3 separate regions of the Mus musculus genome follow, and all the other regions are linked to region 3. Evidence: chromatin contacts called from public promoter capture Hi-C data. All regions are on one chromosome and are shown on one strand. The core of a region is the stretch at or near the end of the contact, and the rest is flanking DNA. Distances in the headings are between cores, read along the strand shown.

What was found. Promoter capture Hi-C pulls out the DNA fragments that hold promoters and counts their contacts.
Region 1: a contact with region 3 is called in a promoter capture Hi-C map of second pharyngeal arch cranial neural crest. The contact joins the promoter of Zfp184 here to the promoter of Zscan12 in region 3. A contact is called at or near these places in 4 of 39 promoter capture datasets (cranial neural crest, frontonasal cranial neural crest, pre-B cells and 1 more) and 1 of 115 datasets of contacts at active chromatin or transcription factors (memory CD8 T cells).
Region 2: a promoter capture Hi-C map of pre-B cells shows a contact between it and region 3. The contact joins the promoter of H2bc12 here to the promoter of Zscan12 in region 3. A contact is called at or near these places in 12 of 39 promoter capture datasets (3T3-L1-derived adipocytes, the C10 cell line, the HPC-7 cell line and 8 more), 1 of 484 Hi-C or Micro-C datasets (embryonic fibroblasts), 1 of 115 datasets of contacts at active chromatin or transcription factors (memory CD8 T cells) and 1 of 9 other capture datasets (liver).

What each region holds. Positions count from the first base shown.
Region 1 is chr13:21,943,670-21,946,845 of GRCm38.p6, reverse strand. Zfp184 (zinc finger protein 184 (Kruppel-like)) reads right to left here and starts at 1,752. Exons shown (of 6, transcript NM_183014.1): 1 at 1,647-1,752; 2 at 1,047-1,290. The coding sequence starts at 1,053.
Region 2 is chr13:22,034,283-22,037,367 of GRCm38.p6, reverse strand. H2bc12 (H2B clustered histone 12) reads right to left here and starts at 1,547. Exons shown (of 1, transcript NM_175665.2): 1 at 1,048-1,547. The coding sequence starts at 1,481. The coding sequence ends at 1,101. H2ac12 (H2A clustered histone 12) reads left to right here and starts at 1,725. Exons shown (of 1, transcript NM_175659.2): 1 at 1,725-2,246. The coding sequence starts at 1,816. The coding sequence ends at 2,202.
Region 3 is chr13:21,361,385-21,364,617 of GRCm38.p6, reverse strand. It overlaps Zscan12 (zinc finger and SCAN domain containing 12), which reads right to left and starts at 1,798. Exons shown (of 4, transcript NM_016684.2): 1 at 1,746-1,798; 2 at 567-1,038. The coding sequence starts at 968.

The sequences.
Region 1 (3,176 bases), core at 503-3,002, 580 kb before region 3:
GTACCATCCTGAGAAGGCTCAGCAGAAACAAACAAACAAACAAACAAACACACAAACAACAAAAACCAAACTCTGCCTTAATATTCATCTTTGTCTCTTGACACTTCACATGGTTCATACAGAGAAATGTGAAGTCCTCATTGATGAAGCAAGGCACTCTTGCTGAGTCCTCTCTGCTTCACATAAAGCATGAGTAAACAGTAGGGTATAATAGTGCATGCCTTTAATCCCAGCACTAAGGACGCAAAACCTTGTGGGTCCCAGTGAGTTTATTCAGTGACACTCTCCCATACCTAACGAAAGTAAAGACATGCAAGCACACACTTATACACATAAAACAAAATCTTTTTAAAAAAATTAACAAAAATGTGATAAGGGAAAGATAGTAATAGATCATACTCTTAGGTATTTTTAAAAGGACATTTAAAGAACTGTTTAGTTTTAGGCATTGCAATGTAAGAAATATGCTAACTAGGAAAAGACTACTCAAAGAAGTCTAGCGATCTTATATGGACCTATCATAGGAAATGAGACTTAGGCTGCTTGACAGGGAACTTAGGAGTTCTAACAGCTGAATTCACAGGTAACGGCATCATTGTAAAATTACTGACAGTATCTGGTGCTTTTAAGATCTACACACAGGTTACAGGACTAGGCACTGTTAGTAAAAGGAACTAAAAAACAAGGAAACATTTGCACCCAAATGGTGAGTTTAAGTCCACACACACACTTGCACCAGAACAAGCTTGAAAAAATTGCTTTCTGCAAGATATTTCAAAACTAATCTTTGCAATAAGTTAAAACACCTTTTTTTTTCTGACTAAAGTTTTCTATTCGGAAATGTAATAAAAGAGAAATGTCAAGAGGATCAGATATTCTGAACTGTTGTTCCTTTTCAAATTCTGATGTCCAGAACTCAGAATTAATTCTTTCAAGCCTCTTTCGATGATGTAATTAGGTTTCTTTACCCCTGGCCACATTACTTCTTCCTCCCACCTCTCAGTTCGCCATACACCAGTCCTCTCTGCCCTGGCCATTGCCATTACCTGCCATCCCAGGAGCTCTACGTCTTCCGCTAGAACTTGGACACGTGGATACCTGGGCAGCTTCAGTTTGGGACTTGGATGTCCCGCTCTCCTTCCAGAGTAGGTGTCTTATGCTCTACGAGACTGGCCTACCAGGCACAGGATACACTCTGCAGCACGCGTCTTACAGTCGCACCTCAGACTCGTACAGAGTAGCCAAGAGGTCCTGTCCAAGATCGGACGTGCACAGGGGAAGTTTGGATTGCTACAAGAAACAAAAAGTGAATAGGGAGCGAACAGCTCTGCCTCGCTGCAGTAGAGACTCTGGGCGCCCACCTAGTCTTGGCCACCCGCCCTCCACAGGGTCTGCGATCTCCCACTTTCCCAGGCGGCCAGACACACCTGTTGCGGGGCACACCAGAAAGGCGGGCTGCTCCGCATTTTGCTGGCCCGGCCCAGAACAAAGGAACAAAGCCTTGGGGAACCCGCGGTCCCCGGCAACGCCGAGGGGAGGCGCGCCCCCTTCCCTGACTCCCCGGCTTCCTCCCGCGCATGCCGCACTACGCGAGCCCGCAAGGTGACGTCACACACCCAAGGCGCTGGTGGTTGCCATGGTGATACCTGGACTCCAGTCTTGTGACGCACTCCAAGGATCCTGGATCCAGATGACCTGGGATGGTCATCAAAACTCAGGCTGTGAGTTTACGCCGTGGGACGAGCCAAACGCCCACCCCTTTCCACGCCCACAGTCGGCTTAGCGGTCACTTCCGGTCGCGTAGACCCTTTCCCTTGGTTTCCCCCTCCCCGCAACACACAGGAGCGCCTCACCGGGGAACACAAAGGACCACAATTCCCAGAATGCAACGCGCAGTGTTTCTGAATTACTTTTCCCAGGTTTCCACAAATGCTGCAGTCCCTCCTGGTGGCTCGGGAGGTTGAACCTGCCTACCGTTTGTGTCCAGTGATTTGGATTGTGAGCAGAGGTGGCCATATATAGCGTTTGTAACCAATATTCACACACCCTCAGGGTTTTGGGCGGAGATGTTGGGGGCAGTACCATGCCCCTCAGGCTGGTCTCGAACTTGCTATATACATGTGGCTGGCCTTGAAATCCTGATCCACCTTCTCCACCTCCTAAGGATCTGACCTCCCCTCACAGAGAATTTCAAAATGCAAGCGTACATTTCATCGTTCAACCCTACTTTTATTACCTGGTTGGTCTGCATTCTCATTTATATGGTATTTGTCGTTTTGAAAATATTTTTTCGTTTTCATGTCTTCGAAAAACGACTCTCATTTTTTTTTTAAATACTAAAGAAGCCGGGAGAAGGTGATGGTACAGTATTTTACATACTGCACGTTTCCTTGCCTAGCACTTAAAGCATATCCATTAGTGCTCTAGACGAACACAGAAGATTGCAACAAATAGGTTTTTATGTTTCAAAGATGTGGCCCACTCATCTAAGGGCTTCTGTTCCTCCCCAGTTATTTGACAGAAGGGCTAAAGTGGCTCCCCTCCTTAGCTGAGAGCACCAGACCTGGAAATGATAATGCTACACATGAAAACTTTAAGGAAAGGGGATGATATTTAGAGAAATGGTTGCAACAAGACATTCGATAAAAAAGAGAATGCAAACAGCAATCATGTTTAGTTTTTTTTTTTTAATTGATTTTATGTGTCTGTTTGTGGGCATATGTGAAGGGACATGCTTTGGTGTCCAGAAAAGGATGTAGGAGCCCTTGGAACTAGAATTTATAGAAGACTGCATGCTTAGGACCAGACTTCTAACACTAGCTTTTCTGTTTGCTGGCTAGGAGCACCTCACAGGTTTTGGTTCTGGGAATGGGGCTCTGTTGAAATAAATGCCTGGACACATGAAAGTGACTTTGAAATTTGATTATGAGTAGAAGCTAGAAGAATTACTGAGTTATAGCATTTAAACTAAATTATTCTTAAAAGATGGATGCTGGGGATGGTGAGATAGCTCAGCGGGTAAGAGCACTAACAGCTTTTCAGGAGGTCCTGAGTTCAAATCCCAGCAACCACATGGTGGCTCACAACCATCTGTAGTAACATATGAGGCCCTTTTCTGGTGTCTAAAGACAGCTACAATGTACTTACATATAATAAATAAATTATTTTTTAAAAAG
Region 2 (3,085 bases), core at 298-2,797, 670 kb before region 3:
ACCTCAGATTTGTGTAAAGATTAAATGGGCTGGGCAGTGGTGGTGCACGCATTTAATCCCAACACTTGGGAGGCAGAGGCATATGGATTTCTGAGTTCGAGGCCAGCCTGGTCCAGGGCTACACAGAGAAACCCTGTCTCGAAAAAAAAAAAATTAAATGGGTTCATATGCTTGGCATGTTGATAAGCACTCAAGAAGTGATTACAGTCATTTTATATGTTTTCAGAATATTAACCTAACAGGCAAATTTCTAATAAAGACTTGGATGGATAGAAAACTTGTTCTGCTTGATAAAATATTCCAGTCTGACCTTGCTCACCTGTAAGATCACCTCCAGGAGAAAGCAATCCATCCTGTATTCTCAATATCTGTATCCTTAAAGCTTAGACAGGGAAGAGGCAAAAATGTTTCCCTTTAAATAAATTGTCCCCCATGGGTCCCCTCTGCCTCCACACCACACCCCAGGGTTTCACTGTGCAGCCCTGACTGTTCAAACTCACTCGGTAGACTAGACCGGCCTCAAACAGGCATCCACCTGGCTTTGCCTTCAGAGTGCTGGGTTCAAATAAAGGCAGGCACAACTACAGCAAGGTTTAAATCGTTGGTTTTGTCTGGTTTGGCTTAACTAGCCTCCATTTAACTTTTTTTAACAGGAGACCGGATCTTGTAAGCTAACCTAGCCAGAATTTCTAACACAGAACACGATTTTAAGATCCTAATCTTACTTCTACTTACCAGAACACAAGCATTATAGATGCGCTCCACCTCATCCAAACTTACGCAGCAATGGGGACTAAGCTGAGCTTCAGGTATGCCAAACACTCTCCCAGCTGAATTTACACCCTCAGCCCTGACCTGATTTTGAACAAATTACGCCAGAATACAATATAACTTTAAGTCAAAAGGTCATTGTGGCTTACACAAAACTGGGAGACCCTGACCGAGACAAGCAACTCTGTAGTGCATTCAACACTACATACACCTGCCACAGGAATCAAGAGCCGTACTCGAAGGTGAATTCATGTTTGCAGCTCTAATACTGGTGGTTTAGTGGCTCTTAAAAGAGCCTTTGGTGCTAGACGTCAACCCTATTGAGAAGTTTACTTGGCGCTAGTATACTTGGTGACAGCCTTGGTGCCCTCCGACACGGCGTGCTTGGCCAGCTCCCCGGGCAGCAGCAGGCGCACGGCCGTCTGGATCTCCCGGGACGTGATGGTCGAGCGCTTGTTGTAATGCGCCAGGCGGGACGCCTCGCTCGCGATGCGCTCGAAGATGTCGTTCACGAACGAGTTCATGATGCCCATGGCCTTGGAGGAGATGCCGGTGTCGGGGTGCACTTGCTTCAGCACCTTGTACACGTACACCGAGTAGCTCTCCTTGCGGCTGCGCTTGCGCTTCTTGCCGTCCTTCTTCTGGGCCTTGGTGACGGCCTTCTTGGAGCCCTTCTTCGGGGCGGGAGCGGACTTCGCAGGCTCAGGCATGGCGTAGAAATGAATAGAAAACAAAGCTGAACACCCAACAGGACAAGCAGATAGGAACACCACGGGTACTCTTTATCTAGAACTTCGTATGCAAATAAAGTGAAATGCCCTTGTCTGGGTAGTGGTCACTCAGAGAAAAGGCTGAGCCTGCTTTTACCCAATGAGAATACACAACTCCCAAAACCTCGTTTCCATTGGTTAAGTTGAACTCACAATGCTAACCAATGACGGGCCTCCTTTTTCGCGCCCTGGCTTGACTATAAAAATCTACAGAGTTTCCCTTTGTTTCTGCTGTTTAGCTAACGCTTACCAGGGAAGTTTTAAGTTGTACAATATGTCTGGACGCGGTAAGCAGGGCGGCAAGGCTCGCGCCAAGGCCAAGACCCGCTCCTCCCGGGCCGGCCTGCAGTTCCCCGTGGGCCGCGTGCACCGGCTGCTCCGCAAGGGCAACTACTCGGAGCGCGTGGGCGCCGGCGCCCCGGTGTACCTGGCGGCCGTGCTGGAGTACCTGACGGCCGAGATCCTGGAGCTGGCGGGCAACGCGGCCCGCGACAACAAGAAGACGCGCATCATCCCGCGCCACCTGCAGCTGGCCATCCGCAACGACGAGGAGCTCAACAAGCTGCTGGGCCGCGTGACCATCGCGCAGGGCGGCGTCCTGCCCAACATCCAGGCCGTGCTGCTGCCCAAGAAGACCGAGAGCCACCACAAGGCCAAGTGAAGCAGGTTTCAATATCTCCCAAAGGCTCTTTTCAGAGCCACACACAAAGTCCAGAAAGAAGCTGGTACATGTAAATCTAAGATCTCCTTTGTGAAGTGATAGTACTAATTCCAACCACGTGGTGAGTAAGCTGCAGTCCAGTGTAAATGTGTTCTCTCCGCGTGGGACTTAAGCATTCAAGTTTAACCCTTCTAGGAATATTTGGATCTTGAAACTGCTTTCTTGGTCTTTTTTTCATCAAGTATTTTTTGTTTTTTCAGACAATCTCATTAAAACCCACTGTAGGACAAGCCAGTCTGCCTCTGCCTTGGATATTGGGACTTTGACCTTCCCAAGCTGGCATAATCTATCATAGACACCAGGTCTGGTTAACCTTCAACAGATGAGGTTTTACTTTTTTTTTCCACTTTGCAGCAGAACATGTTAGAAGACTTTACAGGTCTTAATGCTGCTTAACTGGTGTGTGTGCATGCCCACCTGCTAGCCAGAAGTAAACGATCAATTTTAAGTTACTTTTTTTTTCTTCTAAATCCCCATAATGTTTTCACAAATCTTACTGCTCAAAGGAGCAGAAACTCGGGGGGGGGAGGGGGGGTAAGAGCCTGCCTGGTAACGAAGGGGATAAAGTCCTCAACTTGACCCAAGAATAAAATTTAACAAAACAGTGTAAAGAATATGTGTGCTCTGCAGTTCATTTCTAAAAATAGAGCCTAATTAATTGTGTTGAAATAATGATTCCAAGTTCAGTATTATTGATCTGAGAGGCTACAAAATTGTAAGCAGTTGGTGTGACCTAGTGTGTCACTACTGAGAACTTCAGTAACGCCAGCCACTTGCAAAGAGAGAAGCTGGAAAAGGAGTTCCAACAGCAGCCCATGAAACA
Region 3 (3,233 bases), core at 549-3,048:
GGACAGGGACTTGCAGTATAGCCCATATTGTTCTCAAACCCCAATCTATGTGCTTCCATCATCTGAGTGCTAGTTGACAGGCATGTGCTCCTACCCAGCTCAACACCCATTTCTCAATTACTTGTTTATATTACATAATAGTCTTTACAAGAGGCTGTTTCGCACCCTATTACCACCATCTAATACCTTCTTCTTCTTCCTCTTCTTCTAGTATCTTCGCTCGTAGTATATGCCTTGTGTGTCTGAACTAAGCATCAGATAGAACTTTGTAGCTTAGCACAGAAATAAAACAACCCCACTGATGAAAAGGAATAATTAAACTAAGACCAGACAGGAGTGGACGTACATACCTGTAATCTCAGCACCAAGGATATGAGACAGGAAGATTACAAGCCCAAGGCTAGGATGTACAACGTACAAGTTCAACTCCAAATTCCCATGACACTTAAAGTCCCCTTTGGATCCAACTAAATGTCAATATGCTTTGTAAAATAGTGGTATACTTCACTTTGGCCTACAAATTCAGTCGCGCTTAGGAAAGAGGACCCCTCCCCCCTTTTTCTTACCCGGTATCCTAGTTCATCAAGCTCTCTCTCTAAATCCTCCAGCACAGTCACCACCTCCTCCACACTCTCCGGATTCTGCTCCTGCACCCAGGCCTGCAGCTCCCCTGGCAGGATGGTCAGGAACTGCTCCAGCACCAGCAGCTCCAGGATCTGCTCCTTGCTGTTCAAGTCCGGCCGCAGCCACTGTCTGCAGAGCTCGCGCAGCCGGCTCAGAGCCTCCCGGGGTCCAGAAGTTTCCTGGTAGCAAAACTGTCTGAAGTATTTTCGGAAGACGTCTCTGTTATAAGTGTTCTTTTGTAGGTTCCTATCTTGTCTGGTGGTATACTTACATTCTTCCTCCATTTTTATTTCCAAAAGTCCACCCTGGTTCTTACAGACCTTGGTATCACTAGTAGATGTCATCGTAGCTAGATAAAAGATGTATCAATCTTTCAAGTAATAACTCCTTGGTAAATCTTCTTACCCAGTGGACCTAAGGGATAAGTCATCGTTACTAACACGAACTACAATAAGCAAATACCGCCTATTCTAAGAGTTAAGTGGGAGAGTTGAAAAGCTGCCCTCCGGTTAATCTACTGTATTGACTGGATTGTACGTGGACTTTCACAAAAATAGACAAAAGTGAAAAAGATGTCAAATTGTTTCAGGACTTCAGGGAGTAAAGCTTGGGAAGAAACTTACCTCCACTTACTCCTAAAGTGAACAACAACTAACTGAAATAAACAAAAAATTTTGGAATTAGCAGATAGCGTTGGGGAAGGGCAACCGCTGCCTGGCGGGTGGGAAGTTCAACTAACAGTACCACCAAAAATAACGGAAAGAGTACAAGAGTAGGGTACGCCTGCCTTGCTGCTTTTGATTTTTTTTTCTGCGTACCTGGCACAAATCACATATACATAGTACAGTCTCCCAACTGGCTTTAGTTGGAACTTAACCACTCATAAAGGTTAGAAGTTGGGGAGGGTGCTCTGCTTTTCTCCTGCCCCTCCAGTTCTGTGACTCTAACTTAAAGTTCTGCAGCGTGCCTAGGTCCGGGCCAGCTCCGCGCCCCAGGGGGACCCATAGGCAGCCGCAGCGCAGCCCGGGTGGCCTTTCCCCCGGTTCCAAGCATCTTTCTAAGGCCGAGAGTCTAGGTAGCAGGGAGCACCCTCCCCCCGCCTGGAGCACGAGCTCGCTCACCGCGTCGCTCCTGCGCAGGGAAGGGAATCCAGCCCTCCCAGGAACCGGAAGTCATCGCGGACTCCCACAAAGGCCGGAAGCGGTGGAGCCCTGTTGCTCCCAGAGCCACTCTAGGGAGCCACGGAGTTCCACTCAGTGGTTTGTCCTTACTCTGGCAAAAGAAGTTGGGATTTTCTGTCTAATCATAGTGAGCATGCCGGTCCTTATCCGGTTTCGCGTTTGTGTTTCAGTATCACTGAGATTAGTGATGTCTCAAAGAGACATTCTTCTGGTCAATGGGAAAAAATGTATTAAAAGGATAATTTAGTAAGTTAACAGGATATTATGAACACTAAAATCAGCCTTCATAAGTACGAGTGTGAATGAAAAGACCACAGCTACAAAAGCAACAGCAAAAATACTCAGAGCTCAAGAGATGTGCCACATTTACTTGGGGCTAACTTTAAAACACTTTAAAAGCCAAATATGAACATAAATAGGAGGCAATAAGCTTTCTTGGGTAGAAAAACTCAACAAAGCAGTCAGTACTAATTAAATATGTTTGCAACTATGGTATCCCAATAAACACAACCATTTTTCTAGAATTAAAAAAAAATGTTTGTTTGTTTGTTTGTTTTAATTTAAAAGGAGAGTCCAAAGAAAAATCCCTGAAAAAGAATAGTGGTTAATGCTCTTATCATGCACCAGAACATTCTGTGTTCTGGAAGTGAAAACAAAACAACAACAACAAAAATCTCACCCTGTTCTTAGCTAATGTACATGTCGAGGGTAACCAGAAAACCAAGCACAAGCTCTCAAAGATAGTAGTAATTTATTATCGAGCAAAATACATGTAGAGTGTGGCTTAGGACATTGATTTACATAACCAGAACAAAAGAAAGTAGTAAATCAAGACAACTTTAAAAAAACAATTAGTGGAAATGTAAGTTAGGTGGTGTCTTAGTCTGGGTTTCTATTCCTGCACAAACACCATGACCAAGAAGCCAGCTGGGGAGGAAAGGGTTTATTCAGCTTACTTTTCCACACTGCTGTTCATCACTAAAGGAAGTCAGGACTAGAACTCAAGCAGGTCAGGAAGCAGGAGCTGATGCAGAGGCCACGGAAGGATGTTTCTTACTGGCTTGCTTCCCCTGGCTTGCTCAGCCTGCTCTCTTATAGAACCCAAAACTACCAGCCCAGGGATGGCATCACCCACAAGGGGTCCTTCCCCCTTGATCACTAATTGAGAAAATGCCTTACAGCTGGATCTCATGGAGGCATTTTCTCAACAGAAACTCCTTTCTCTGTGATAACTCCAGCTTGTGTCAAGTTGGCACACAAAGCCAGCCAGTACAGGTGGGTTATAGCTATCTGGAAAATTCTTAGCCTTTTGATTGGTGAAACCAAGTGATCTGTTAGTACATTTCAAAGGGATTTACCTAAAAAGCAGAAGGACATTAAGGCAGACACATGGGTGGGCAATGAATGGTTGTAAAGAGCTATATGTAA